2 separate regions of the Mus musculus genome follow, and region 1 is linked to region 2. A link is a contact called in public HiCAR-type data. All regions are on one chromosome and are shown on one strand. Each heading gives the region's core, a stretch centred on a gene start, on an enhancer-like site or on the middle of the called end of the contact. The rest is flanking DNA. Distances are from core to core; before and after follow the strand shown.

What was found. HiCAR-type assays count read pairs that join an accessible place to other places.
Region 1: a HiCAR-type map of astrocytes shows a contact between it and region 2, with 2.1 times the contacts expected there. The contact joins the promoter of Gbp5 here to the enhancer-like site in region 2. A contact is called at or near these places in 3 of 39 promoter capture datasets (the 3T3-L1 cell line, frontonasal cranial neural crest and stem cell-derived epiblast-like cells), 2 of 115 datasets of contacts at active chromatin or transcription factors (astrocytes and embryonic stem cells) and 1 of 9 other capture datasets (macrophages).

Annotation. Positions count from the first base shown.
Region 1 is chr3:142,494,522-142,498,514 of GRCm38.p6, reverse strand. Gbp5 (guanylate binding protein 5) reads right to left here and starts at 1,581. Exons shown (of 11, transcript NM_153564.2): 1 at 1,520-1,581.
Region 2 is chr3:141,933,806-141,938,092 of GRCm38.p6, reverse strand. The region is part of intron 2 of Bmpr1b (bone morphogenetic protein receptor, type 1B); the gene reads left to right. Among named protein-coding and RNA genes, the nearest start is that of Bmpr1b, 230 kb to the left of the region's middle. Within about 2 kb of position 1,347, at least 46 of the 459 cell types and tissues checked have an H3K27ac peak or open chromatin away from gene starts, as enhancers often do. A contact at or near this core is called in astrocytes, where this site is marked.

The DNA of each region.
Region 1 (3,993 bases), core at 332-2,831, 560 kb before region 2:
GGCTCCAGACACACATATGTTACATAGACATACAAACAGGCAAACACCCATACATACACACACACACACACACACACACACACATATGCATATATATGTATATATACATATATACATAAATATACATATATATACATAAAACTAGATAAAATCGGGTTTTTATTTGTAAGTTCCACTTAATATTGATTTCCAGTCTCATCCTTGCAACTGAGTAGCATTATGATGTCATTCAAGTCTTCCCTACAATTCTGCTTCCTACAAGCCAGACGTAACCAAATCAATATGCATTTATATCAGTAGAGGGTTGGGCTAGAGATATTGGCTCAGTGACTAAGAGCACTTGAGGCTCTTGTAGACCTGGATTTTGTTCCCTTAACCCATACCAGGTGGCTCACAACTACCTATAACACCAGTCCTGGGGGACTAAAATACACTCAGGCACACACATAAATAAAATAATTATAAAAAAAAAGAAGAGAAGAGAAGAGAAGAGAAGAGAAGAGAAGAGAAGAGAAGAGAAGAGAAGAGAAGAGAAGAGAAGAGAAGAAGAGAAATGTTCACACAAGGGGAGGACTGTAGGGAAGAAGGTCACCAAGAAATCTGAAAGTACTGAAAGGTGCTGGAGATGAACTTCTGGTGTTTGCTCAGTTTTTGCGTTTATATTCTTATCTGTTCTTTAAGTATGATATGCATGAGGCACGGGACACAGCAAGAAGTCAAAAGAGTTCCCAGGAGCGATCCGCATAGCCAGACCATACCGGCCAAATAGGTCATTTTTTGATTCGTCAACATATAAAGGTAGAGACAATATTGTAGCAGAGACAGAATCCAACACAAATGGGGTTTAAAAGTGAGTGACTGCCCAGGAAAAGCAAACACGGAACCTTTAAGAGATGGCAGTGCAGCGAAAATGCTCACTGCTGTCAGCAAACCTCTTCCTGTGTGCCTTGGAGTTCTCTCTCTCTCTCTCTCTCTCTCTCTCTCTCTCTCTCTCTCTCTCTCTCTCTCTCTCTCTCGCAGCTCTGGCTGTGAATTTGTCCCAAGCTCCAATGAGGACAAGCATCGGCCCACATATAGAGCCTTGCTGTCTGGGAATTCACTTCCCGACAATGGGAGCGCTGGTTAGAGCCCCAGTCTCAGACCTTTTACTGCGCAGCTCATGCTCTGCTATATTGTTCATGCAAACAGTATGGTTGCCTGCTATTCTGGAGGTGATTCTGTTCTAAACAGCAACTAGGGATGCCAAGAAGTTAGAACAAGCGGAGATAAACAGTTGGAAGTCATTTCTACCTTTCAGTTTAATCTCTTCACACTCTGCCCTCTCATTAACAGGAAACAATAACGGCACTGAATAAACACTCGGACTGCTGGACAAGGAATTCTGCTTCTCTGAGAACACTGCTGTTTAATCTCTAATGGGGCTGAGCCAGCATCCAGGCTAGGATGCATCCCATCCTGGATAAAGTAGTCTAAAAAATAATTCCTAACAGTCTCTTCCCACCCCTGCTCCAGGTCTTACCTTAAGAAAAACTGAAGAGCGGGAGCAGGGGCCAGTAAGAACACTGCTTCAAACGGGACTCTGCAAGAGGACAAACTCGTTGCACCCTTATTTATCTGTGCTTGGTTCTGAGAAATAACGGCCAGCCCTGGGAATTTCCTTTCCTCTCCCAGAGAGCTGGGAGAGAACTTGATTATGAAACGCAAGAACAGGAATCTGCAAAAGGGTTCTCTAAACTGAAATTGAAACTACACAAGTTCAGACTGTATAGTTGAAGGGGATTTTCAAAAGCAGAAGGCTTGAATGTCACTGAACTAATTTCCCAGAAGTTGCCCACAATCTGAAAGAGAACGTTGACATCGTTTGTCATTGTTTCAAGCGCTGTTTATTTTATTCCTTTGAACGAGGGTGATAATTTTTATGGTTTTGAATCACAATTGTTTTGAAGGGAAACCTCACGTACTATTTGAAGACTCATTTCTTACAATTGTCTCTGCATCCACTTAGGATAAAAGTTGTTTTCATTGGTAGTAGGTTAAACAAGGAACTCAGGGTGTCATGTTGTGGACTCTTGAATCCCATATATAAAAGAAATAAAGAACAGAATTAGGAAAACTGAGGATAACTTTTTTGGAGTTGGAGAGAGGAAAAAATTAGCAGAGCAGACAAACCGTACAGGAAACCAGAAAGGAGAGATTGCAAAGGAAAAGAAAGCTAATCACGCTTGCTGGGTTAGAGACTGCACCAGCAAGCTGACTCAGTCACAGAAAGGCTGTAAGCAGCTGCTTTAATCTTATACTGTTTGGTGCCGTTTGGAACATCTGCTGATGATGTGACCCAAGTCCGATTCTTCTGAGCAAAACTCAAGCCACTGAGTGGGTTAAACTAATTTTTTAAAATAGGTCAATAAAATAGCTATGCTTTACCAAGAAGAAATAGCCTTCCCTTAACGGAGCTTCAAGAAAGATCTTCTATCTCACTTGTCTAGAATTCAAGCCAAAATAATATGTTAACAAGTCCTGGAGATGACGCTGTCACTACTGGGACAAGGAAACTCAGGAAATGTCTGGTCATATGTAGCCAATAAAGATCAGTTATATAGAAGCTGAATGTTGTACATGGATATTTGCGGACTTTGTTCTGACGCTCTCTGGAGTCTAACTCTCCTAAAAGGAAGCATACTCGCTTTAGACTGCACTTGCCTGTAAGCTTGACAGAAATAGCATTTGACTTTATGGTGGGTACCGCCTATACTGGTGACTTTGGGTAAAATAACCTAACCGTTATCACAATAACAACTGTATTGATCCATGCGCATTGGATGGCCTTCCACTCCAGTGTCTTCTTTGGTTCGTTGGTTGGTTGGTTGGTTGGTTTTGTTTTTATTATATCAGTTTTTCAAAAAATATTGTTTTTTCTGTGGGATTCCTTTACCAGACTTCCTTTCCATGGACTCGATCACTTCTCCAGACAGGCTAATCTCTGACTGACTTGAGCATGCAGCCTCGGAGTACCTGGCCTCAGAAGGAAAGGCACGTGGATGACTGGTCTCATTTTCCTGTGTCTTGAGTTGAATGCAGAGGCAGACTCAGAAGCTGTCAGACCTGAGTGCAGGCTGATTTCTAGAGCACTAGGCCTGTCTCTGTCCCCATGAGTGTGGTCATGGGCTGGGGGACAGTGACTCAACTTGAGACACAGTTGGTAGAGCACTGCATGGAACCAGTACTTCCATACAGAAGACTCCAAAACTTACATTGCGAGTGAGCGCAGGGTTCCACTGACACTCTGGAAGGCAGCTTCTTCTTAAGATCTTCACTGTCCCCTCTGAGGGACCCCATGGGCTCTTGGTCCTTGGCTTTCCCCCCTTTGCCTTGCTACACTCCCCCCTTTGCCCTATTCTACCACCCTTCTTTGCCTTCCTGTGCTTTGCAGAGCAAGAAAACACTCTCTAGTAAGACTTTGGTGTCATTTTACCGCTGTTTACATTTCTTCCAGTATTTATAATCTTCTGTCACCCTTCCCATGTGCCTACAGGTATGTTTATCAGGAATTGTTGGGTCATGTTTTTAAAATAAGGAGCTAGTGCTTTTGTCTTTCTATGCTGCCTTTGCAGCAGCTATTCCAGGTCAGGCAGTGGGATGCTGCATGACAATAGCAATCATTGAAAATAGTACCCTGACTTTGGAAGCCCCGTGGAGGACAGGGGTACAGCTGATACGGCAATGGTTCCAAGGCTTTGACCAAATGCACAGCCAGCAACAGTATTCATGCCATGAGGCGTTTCTGAACTATGAACTACAGAAGTTCCCAGTGGATATATGTGTCTAAAAATAGTCTTCAAGAGTACCCTTGGAGTCTGGAGTCTTGGCTCAGTAAGTGAAGTGTTTGCCATGTAATCATGAGGACCTGAGTTCGAATCCCCAGATCCCACATAAAAGCTACCTGCTGTAGTATGCATCTGTAACCCCAGCTCTCTTTTAAGCAAAACTAGGAAG
Region 2 (4,287 bases), core at 98-2,597:
ACACACAGAGAGAGAGAGAGAGAGAGAGAGAGAGAGAGAGAGAGAGAGAGAGAGAGAGAGAAGGAGAATGGGGGATGGGGGGAGGAGAGAGATGCATAGTCCATGCATATTCATACCATGGTTCTCAAGAAGTAGTCAATGTTCTCTAGGTAAGTGACCATTGATTTGATATAGCATTATAACAATGACTTTTTGAAGCATCTTGCTTTGATATGTTTGCTTGTGCTGCTGCTCATAGAATTATTCACTTCCAGTTTCTGTATATTATGCCATTATATCACACAGTCTGGGGCTCATTTTTTCTTTTCAAAATTTACCTTAAATCATGTTTATGTGTTCTCTCCCTCTTATTCTTTCTTTCTTGTTTTCTCTCTCTCCTGTTCTCTCTCTCTCTTTCTCTCTCTCTCTCGTTCTCTCTCTCCCTCATTCTCTCTCTCTCTTGTTCTCTCATTCTCTCTGTATGTGTGTGTGAAATATAATGGTAGAAGAACAACATTGCAGCCTGTGTCAGAATATATGATATCTACTAGAGTCCTTGTATATTAAAAAGCAGTGTGTATGTTAAACGTAAAACAACTCAGACCAGGGACTGCTGGTCCAGCTTATATTAAGATGTTCAAAGTGTTTCCTATACGTGTGGTTTTCTCTGTTACCTCTGTGAATGTCTCAGATAAGTTTTATTTATAGTTGTTTTACATGAAAATTTACCAAAAAAAGAAAATTTACCTATTTAGTTTTTTGAAATCCATCCTTAGTAAATATCTTTTTTGGGTGGGGGAGCCCTCTGCTAAGGCTGTTAAGACTTGGTTTATAGTAAAAGGTTTGAGATTTTTTTGAAGAAGGAACAAAGTCTAGTTGTTTATATTTGTGTGAGAAGTTTTTGTGTTGCCAGTGGTAACTACAGAGAATTATTTTAAACAGTGCCCTTTTAATAACAATGGTCTTCCCAAACGTAGTGTGGCGTAGCTTTAAACTTTATTAAGCCCGCCTTGTCCTCCTTCCCCTCCCTGAGTAAATGGAAGAAAAGTTTCCAGGCTCCTTGCTGGGAATTTGATTGATGCCCAGAACATCTGAAGGACTTTTGTGTCCTGCCTGCTCGCCGTGAGTTCATAATGTGTGAATACGTAAAAGAAGGTCAGCCCTTATCACATGTAATCGCGGCCTGAAAGCAGATCGGCACTGACAGTCAGATCCTGCATATAAGGGCACAAATCATTGCCTGCTCCGCTGAGACAAGTGGTGGGATCTTTACTCTCCCTTTTTACCCCTTCCCACTCAGGGGGACCTTGGCAGCGCAATGAAAGCCCAGCGAAGACGTGCTCAGAATAACGTGTCCCTCTTGGGAGGAGGAAGGGATTGTGTGTTTGTCATGATGTGACGGTCTTTCATTGAGCAGCTGAAGGCAGCTCTGGGTTGTTAGTGTCTAGTGGTGTGGAATGCTGCAAATTAGGACAGGCCAGGGAGGCAGGAGGCCTGAGAAACAGCCGAAGATGTGGTCTTTCCTGACTCCAAAGGCAGGGAAAATGTTTTTGTTCCCTGACTTGCTTTCCACTTTGCTCTCATGATATAGAATATTAATAGTTCCTTCTTAAACGTGAATTAAGTGTTTATTTAAAACCCAGAATAGTGTCATGGGTTATCAGCACTGTCCTGCAGGCAACACATGTACGAGCTTAAAAAATACTGTAGTTCAAAACTCCATGGAATGATAGGGATCAAAAATGTTGGAACTTCTAAAAGGAAGATGGAACATTGTGTCATCCTAACAGGCCTGTGCACTGGAACTGATACTTACGTAAATCATATTGCAAGCATCATGAGTAGAGATGTTCAGATAATAATTACAGCAGCACGGACATTATAGTCCTTTTTAAGAATAATGAAAGATGTTGCATCCTTATAGGTACAGAAGACAAAATTATTTATATTATTTCCAAATCTTTTGTAGTTTGCTTCAAACTATAAGCTAAAAGATGTAGTACTTGCTTTCTGTTTGTGCAACAGAAAAATGGAGAGTGTGCCTATGAGTATGGAAGCATTCTTTTCCAAACACAGAGGATGAAAGCAAAGCTTCTGTTCAGGAGACTAGACCCTTCCTGGCTTCTAATTTCCTTTCCAGCCTCCTGGTTGCTGCTCCCTACCCCAAATCTCTGGATCTTTGGGCACACCCAATTTCTCACATCTCTTTCAAACATGACTCCCAACATCTATTCATAATTGTATGTGATGTCTTGTTTTCTCTGTACAAGGGTTCCTTACACTGGAAATTCCTTCAAGGTCTAGGTTTATTTTAATTTTTAATTTTACCATATATGTGAATGTGTGTCTCTGTGTGTGTATACCTGTGTGTGCCCCTCCCCTCTCTGTGTGTGCATTCATTCATTTAGGTATTTTTATGTGTGAGTGTGGGTGTGCATGCATGCATGCGTGCTCCTGCATATAGAGATGAACATCAGGTGTCTCCCTTTATTTCTGCCCGTCATTGAAGTTTAGATTTCAGCCATCTCTGTCTTCCCTTCCCCCAGCTTGAAGTTCCAGATGCCTGCTAGTGTGCCAGGCTGGGCATCTGAACTCAGGGCCTCATGCTTCTGCAGTAGTGCAGGCAAGCTGCAAACCTCGCAGTCCCTGGGGACCAAGTTGCTATAAAGCCTCTCTCTTATGACGACACCCATCCTCAGGCCCCACTAAATTCTGGGTAGTCATTGTCTGTGTCTTCCCCTCCCACTGTAGGAAAAGGCAAGCTCTTTCCTGAAGGCAGATATTACCTATTTTTGCTTCTCATAGTAGAGTCACTAACACAGACTTATCTCCCCCAACATACATGCGGACACACACACACACACACACACACACACACACACACACAAGTCCCCAGCAAAGTCTGAGATAACACATTATATCATCAATGTAAAAATCAGGAAGATGGAATTTCCAGATGAAAATAAATCGGAAATTGACATTGGTAACAAGGTAATCTCAGTTTAGAAATATTCTTCTGCTTTAAATATATGAATATGTGATGAATTCAGCCAAAATAATTATATTCAAAGAGATCCCTCTCCAGATATAATTGGAATTATTTTAAAACCTGTTGTTTAAATGATAGCATCACTTGTCACAGGAACAGTGTGGCCCGTGCAACTTTGTGTCCTGTCCTTTTAAACAAGGGGAGTGAAGGTTCTCATGTCAGCAGGCAGGAGAATAATTTTCAAGAGCTGTCAGCCCCCTCTCTGATGTCTGCCTGCACTCACGATGGACCGCAGAATGCACTAATTCACTTGCTCACTGCACGTCACAGTCATGACAGCCCAGCCGAGCTGCCTGTTCACCGTGGCTGAGTGTCTAAGCTCTGTGCTGTACAGGTAACCCAGTCACACTCTATGATTCTGCAAGGATGCAGGATGTTTACAACTTCCCAGTCTGCACCAGACTCCTGCAGAGGTGCAGGACGGCAAACCCTCATGTTGACAGTGCTGTTCACAAACTTCTTCTTGACCTTCTCTGAGATGCCCGGTGGCAAAATGAGACATTAAAAAAAAAAAAAAAAGGAAAAAGAAAACTTTCCCCTCTGCAGCATTTATCAAAACATTGGTGTGTAATTAGACTGCAGAGTAAAGACGCTCAGTAGAAACCGAAGAACACCTAAGACGTAAACCATGGCTCTTCTCTTTCTGCTATTTCTTATAGATAAGGACCTTTAAAAGATTTTTAGCTTTTTTAAAGCTAAAGTAAATGTGAAAAAAAAAAGGCAGTTAGCTTTGACAGCTTCATAAGGAACTGTGTAAAGCAGTCACCAACTGCACGCTGCCCAGTGGCTGTCAGCACCACCATGAGAGAAGAGAGTGCACCAGGGTTCAGCCATGAAGAGCCTGGTGGAGAAAAGGCTTAATTAGATTGGACTTTGGAATCTAAAATGTGAACCCTGGGGAAATGATATACGCTAGGGAGAACAGGTTAAATTATACAAAAAAAAAAAAAAAGTCTGGAGGTTTTGCTGAGCCTGATTTGTTAATAAGCATGGATATTTCACTAGATTTTTCTTTGAGTCCAGTAATCTTGGACCTGACTATGTATTTTAGAGAACATCCTTGTCGTTGGCACACAACCCATGTAACAGTGTAGAAGTCAATGGGCCTGTGCAGTGTGTGTATGTGTGTGTGATATTTCAAAGTAAAATCCACGTTAGCAAGATCTTGATCAAGTAGAAACTTCACATTTTAAATCTAATAATTTCTCCTCACATAGTTAGGAATTGAGGCTATTTGCCATCCAGAATTCTAACATTGA